Regions from separate parts of the Zea mays genome. Here region 1 is linked to region 2. The links are chromatin contacts, called in public Hi-C maps. All regions are on one chromosome and are shown on one strand. The core of a region is the stretch at or near the end of the contact, and the rest is flanking DNA. Distances in the headings are between cores, read along the strand shown. Region 1 holds the start of LOC100382038 (small G protein family protein / RhoGAP family protein). Region 2 holds the start of LOC103633183 (asparagine--tRNA ligase, chloroplastic/mitochondrial).

The links. Hi-C and Micro-C count contacts between places; a contact is called where the count stands out from the background.
Region 1: a Hi-C map of tassel shows a contact between it and region 2, with 1.8 times the contacts expected there. The contact joins the promoter of LOC100382038 here to the promoter of LOC103633183 in region 2. A contact is called at or near these places in 3 of 25 Hi-C or Micro-C datasets (ear, leaf and tassel).

Annotation. Positions count from the first base shown.
Region 1 is chr7:155,777,810-155,780,509 of Zm-B73-REFERENCE-NAM-5.0, reverse strand. It overlaps LOC100382038 (small G protein family protein / RhoGAP family protein), which reads right to left and starts at 1,307. Exons shown (of 10, transcript XM_008653421.3): 1 at 1,005-1,307; 2 at 446-512; 3 at 1-148. The coding sequence starts at 1,292.
Region 2 is chr7:155,587,958-155,590,878 of Zm-B73-REFERENCE-NAM-5.0, reverse strand. It overlaps LOC103633183 (asparagine--tRNA ligase, chloroplastic/mitochondrial), which reads right to left and starts at 1,514. Exons shown (of 15, transcript XM_020540738.3): 1 at 1,074-1,514; 2 at 499-567; 3 at 263-367. The coding sequence starts at 1,418. It overlaps LOC100283449 (beta alanine synthase 1), which reads left to right and starts at 1,770. Exons shown (of 6, transcript NM_001156350.2): 1 at 1,770-2,051; 2 at 2,680-2,787. The coding sequence starts at 1,920.

The sequences.
Region 1 (2,700 bases), core at 58-2,557, 190 kb before region 2:
GTCTCATGCGGCGGACGTTGCTGCTGCTGCTGCTGCTGCCTAGCCTCTTGGAAGACAGCCCACCGACTCTTCACCACGGACCCAACCTTCCCAGCAACATCAACTATATTATCCCCGGCCGATTGGCCTGCCTGCTTCAGCTTGACACCTGCATTAAATTGGCGCAGTAAGGTTAAAACTCTAGGTGAAGCAGGCATAAAAAAGGTAATAGGATACAAGCAGCCTGCGCAGTCACACTCTCAGGACTATACTGGTAACTCGATAATAGCACCAAAGCACATGATAATTCTTATCTTTATCGGTGCCAAAAAGCTATGGAGTACTAATAAACCCCGACATCATCGTGACAAAGCAATTTGATGGAATGATTACACTTAAGTAGGAATATTCGTACAGAAAATGATTACCGAGTGATTTACAACAAACAACAGGATGTCACACTTACTGGACGTGGAGAAGAAATCTGTGGCCTTGCGGCGCCACGGGGGCGACTCAGCCAGCGGCATCACTGCCTGCAAACGATAAGAAACATCCATTGAGCCATGGAACAGCTGTAGTAGAACCTCGAAATGAACCTACACTCCGTAGCAGTAGAGCACAGTGGAAAATCAGAAGCAGAACGCCAGAACCACTCCCGTAACGCAGCTACCACTCAATTTGTGTGAATCATGGAGTAATAACTCCGTAAAACATCTAACATCAATTGACATCCTGAAGGAGTAAACAACAAATGAAAAGCTGAACCGCACGGTTATATTACTCCTAAGCCCAGACGAGCTCAAAACGAACCCGGCTCCTAATCACAAACCCAAACACGAGACAACTCCAAACCAAGCAAGCCTAGATAAACCAACCAGCCAAAGTAGATCAACAGCTCGAGCTAATGACGAATAAAAACCTTAATCGAGAAAAAAAAATCACACACTCGACGCTGACCAAAGTTCGAAAAGGCTAAGATCCAAACCAAACCAAAGCGACAGAGAGTGACGCGGGATCGGACGAACCACGGCCCGATCCGGCGAATCAGCGGGCGGAGCGGGAATGAACAGCGAGCTGGAGGCGACCGAAGAGGCAGGAAGCAGAGCACGCTCAAGGCGATTACCATACCTCTCCTCTCCTCTCTCTCCTCTAGCTCCCGAATCGAATCGGATGGAAGCGAGGCGAATCGCGGTGAGAAAGCGAGAGGACTGGGTCTCTGCAAGTTGCAACGAGGCCGCCCGTTCCGCGAGCTGGGAAAAAAAAATGAGTTGGGTTTTGTTTGGGGCGCTCTGCCGCTTGTTGGATTCTGCCATTCTGGTTGGCGTAGGCGAGCGAGACGCGGTAGGGATTTGGGAATCCCTTTCCCGGTCGTGACGTGCGCCGCGCTACGCCGCTCGGCCTCTCGCTCACTCACCTCCACGTGGGCCGGGATGAGAGGAAAATTTCTTTGCATTAAGATGCAAAGGATAGTTTTTACAGTGTCTTATAAATTTTGATCTGTTTTTTTAGTCCTCCAAGTGATGGATAGGAGGACTGTAAAAAAATATACGTTTTTTCCAGATGAAAGACGATGGTTGGCCTTGGTTGTTGTTTCTAGAAGCATTCGTGCGTGCGGGACTCGGGAGCCGGGATGGGATAGGTGCAAGCAATCACGGGTGGTGGGACTGCGATGGCAGGCGACCAGGCGTGCTTTCGCCCGCCTATAGGTGGTTGACTATTCTCACGGGTAATTTCGCGTCAGTGTAGTTTATTTTTTCTTTGGGAACATTTGACACCGTAAAACTCACTTATTTACACCGATTAATATTATATAAGTGGACTTTGTTTTATATTCTCTCACTCCGTTCCAAAAAAAATTTTAGCTCTATATCCAAATAAAAAATAATCTAGACGCATATATAAAACACATACATCAAATATAATATGAACTCATTGATTAAGTAAAACGAATTTTAATTTAGAACGGAGGTAGTATTATGTTTGAGCATATAGTATCAAACACAAAACTATGTAAAGAATGTGTATTATGTTACTTAGGGCCTGTTTGTTTACCTCCAGATTATATAATCTGGATTAAATAATCCTAAGAGGCAAACAAACAGTCTAGCTTATTTGTCCAGATTATATAATCTAACCCCTTGGATTATGATAATCCATAAGCAAGTGAGGAGGTGCTTATTTCAGATTATTTTTATCCCACTTCCCCACTTCCCTTTCAAGTTTCCTAGAAATTACCCATCATTGCCATTATAATCTACCGAATCGTTTTTGCGCCTATCGGATCAGAGAAGTCCGCCGCCCAACAGAAACACGCCAGATAATCTGGATAAACAAACAGGACTACTCAGATTATATAATCCAAATTATATAATCCAGATTATATAATTCTCCAAAAATAATCTAGATTATATAATCCATTGGGGTAAACAAACAGGCCCTTAGACGGCCTCCAACGGTCCCTCTCACTAGCTCTCCATGACAGATTAGCGTGTTTCGTGCTCTCCCAAACGTCCAATAACCCTTAGCCTCCCCGCATGCAAGGGGGACAACGAATTTCCCGTGCGGAAGGGAAACTACAATCTCAAACCCCCCCTAATCAGTCCATGTAACTATGAAATTAACTATTTTTAAGTTTAATTAGCTAATAATAATATGTATCATGGTACTACAAATATAGTAGTATTTTTAAAACTCCAAAAACTGATGTAAAAAGTCAAATAG
Region 2 (2,921 bases), core at 265-2,764:
TAGCGTGTGTACAACTTGAAACAATAGAACAACAGAAAATATGGCCTCATAGGATGCTTCAGTTGACTACAGTTGGCATGCAAAATGATTAAATGAGACATTAACTAACTACTGACTACAAAATAAGTATTCCTGTACTTTTTTAGAAATGCAGAAACATAAAGAAATTTCTTGACATCTTAACAAGCTAGTCAGTTACAGACTATACTCTTTCACAGGAACTCCTGAACTAAAAGTAATTCTGAAGTACTGGAATAATTACCACAGTGATCTTTGAAACCTTCAACTCCACTTTTTGCTTACCGCCTTGGCTGCTTGCAACAACTCCCTCAACTAGTACAGATGCTCCAGTAGTGACAGAGTCTATCTGACAGCCATCATTGAAAATAATGACAAATAAAATGTATTATAGCCTTATAAACTGCAACCAATGCAGTGTAAGAGAAGCTTGCAAAAGTATAAACTTGCAACCTTCACAAAATGGGCAAAACGTAATACCTGGTCATAGCCTTCTGTTTCAGGAGTCAACACACATTGCATATTGGACAAGCAAGAGCCATCATTGACCTAAAAGTTGAAGTTTTAGAATGCATTAGACTCTTAAAGAAAACAATATTAATAATAATGCCTGTTCCTCTGGATGGTAATCTATGCATGTGCAGAAGACAAGAGCTACTTGAGTCCATAAACATAAATTCCTTTGTGACGTGCATAAGCATTATGATTTGACTGGCTCCTTAGCCAGAGTGTTATGACATGTTAGCTAGGGTCTTGTTGTTCATTACTAGAGCAAAAGAGATACACTATCAGTTGAAACATGCAGCACTATATCACTCAGAATATTTAACCAAATATCAAGGCATTGTTAACATTGTGAAACGCTCATTGAGCATCCTATTCGATAGCATGATTCCTGGTACAAAAGCAAGGCACATAGATACATTCACTAGAGTCACCCAGCTAACCATATGCACCCATTTCAGCAAAAGTAAAATCTGCCAACGACGCGCATCACTGTAGCACCAAATTTCAATTGATCAAAACCATAGCAAAATGAAGTCGCAAGCGTCCACCTCGACGAAGGTGACGGTCCTCTGGGCGCGGCAGGTGCGCACCCACCCGCGCACGGCGAGCTCCTTGCCCACCCAGGCAGCGCCCTCGTCCTCCCCGCCCTTCACGTCCGCCACCCGCAGCCGCTTCCTGAACTCCCCCACGGCCTCGCCCGCCGTCCCTGTCGCCGCGTATGCGGGGGCGGGGGCCTGCGCCGCGGCGCAGAAGCGCTGCCGCCGCCCCGAGGCAGCGGAGAGAGGTGTCGTACGCGGGAGCGGGAACGAAATCGCGGCGAGCGGGGAGGCCTTTGGAACCTGGAGCCGGCGCGGGGCCAAACGGAGGAGCCGGGCGGCGGCGGCCGCCGACATCGGCAGCGAGGCGGTGGCAGGTGTGGTAGGCTCTTGGCGGGGCCTATCTGCTTCCCCCGCCTAGGAGCCGTCCGTTTATGATCGAGGGGCTAACGTGTCTCCTGTGCCTATTGACGTATTTCTAGTAACCCGTCTTTGTAGGTTACGTATTAACAGGTGCCACTTTTTTTATTTGCACGAATCCTTTTGTTTTGTTGAGTTATAAGTACAATATTATTTATTATTATCGTATTATCATCCCAGCATCACACGTTATCAGGCTGAAGTCAATCCAAATCACATGGGAATTGGGTGTTTGGTGTTTATCATCCATCCGAAAAGCATGCAAGAAGCCAATCAAGATCATCACATAACATCACATGTTTTTCGTCGTGACGTCTCACACTCCCACTAGTTGATTGAGGAAGAGACCTGCTCGCTTCTCCCTCTCCCCGAGTCGATCGGTCCAGTCCGAGGGAAGAAGGCAAGAAGCTCCCGGCGCGCGCGCGCAAGCGAGAGGAAATGGCGACCAGCAACGGCTCAGGGGTCGCGCAGGGGGAGGAGGGGAAGACGCCACCGCCTGCGGGGTCGATCGGCGGGTACGAGTCCCTGCACAGGCTCCTGGAGGCCAACCTTTCCCCCGATCTATTCCAGGTATTGCTCTCCCATCATTCCATCGATCGCTAGGCGGAGGCTCAGATTCGTGCCGCCGTGCCGTCGCCCGTGCCCGTTCCTTGCTTCTTGGATGGATGCCGTATCCAAATCCAGTCCAGAAGGCGTGCTTGGGCGAACTGACTGGATAACAAATTGCGACCGGGAAGAGTGGTCCAGCTGCCCCGGCAGTTGAACGGTGGAAGTTTGTGAACAGTTTTAGTTCTCTGAATTGGCCCAATTAACGATCAAGCGGTCAACTAGTCACTTTCTCTTCATATAGGTGGTTATTTTGCACCACTGAGCTTAGTAATCACGTGGACTATAAACGTGCTTATTGTAATAATATTCATACTGATGCCTGATGGTTGTGTACCTCTTCCAACAACAAAAAATCGATAGAATTTAGTACATGTCCTCTTTTGTTCCTAGACAGAGCCTCAGATGTAATGGTGTTTACTTAGCAATATCGGTGGAGCTGAAATTTACCTATGGCCTGATTTCAGAATCGTAAATACTGTACCCTGCTGTACTCAACTCTCGATCTGTTTCATTGGGTCGTAATCATATGGATATCTAGATGACATTTAGGTTCACTTTGTTGATACTGGCAACTTTTTCCTTTTGACAGGAAGCAAGTCGATTGCTGCTGGGACTGAATTGTGCACGACCTCTTGAGGCTATCTCACTGCCTGACGCCACAACCACTCTTGCGGAAACACACAGTTTTGATTTGCAGGTTAACTCATAATAAATTGCCATTTTTCATTACTGTGCTTGTCAAGTGATTTATGTGATTGCAGAGACGTAGCATGTTTTTTCTAGACATCAGCAGCTATCATACAGAAACTAATTATATTGGTTGATGGATTT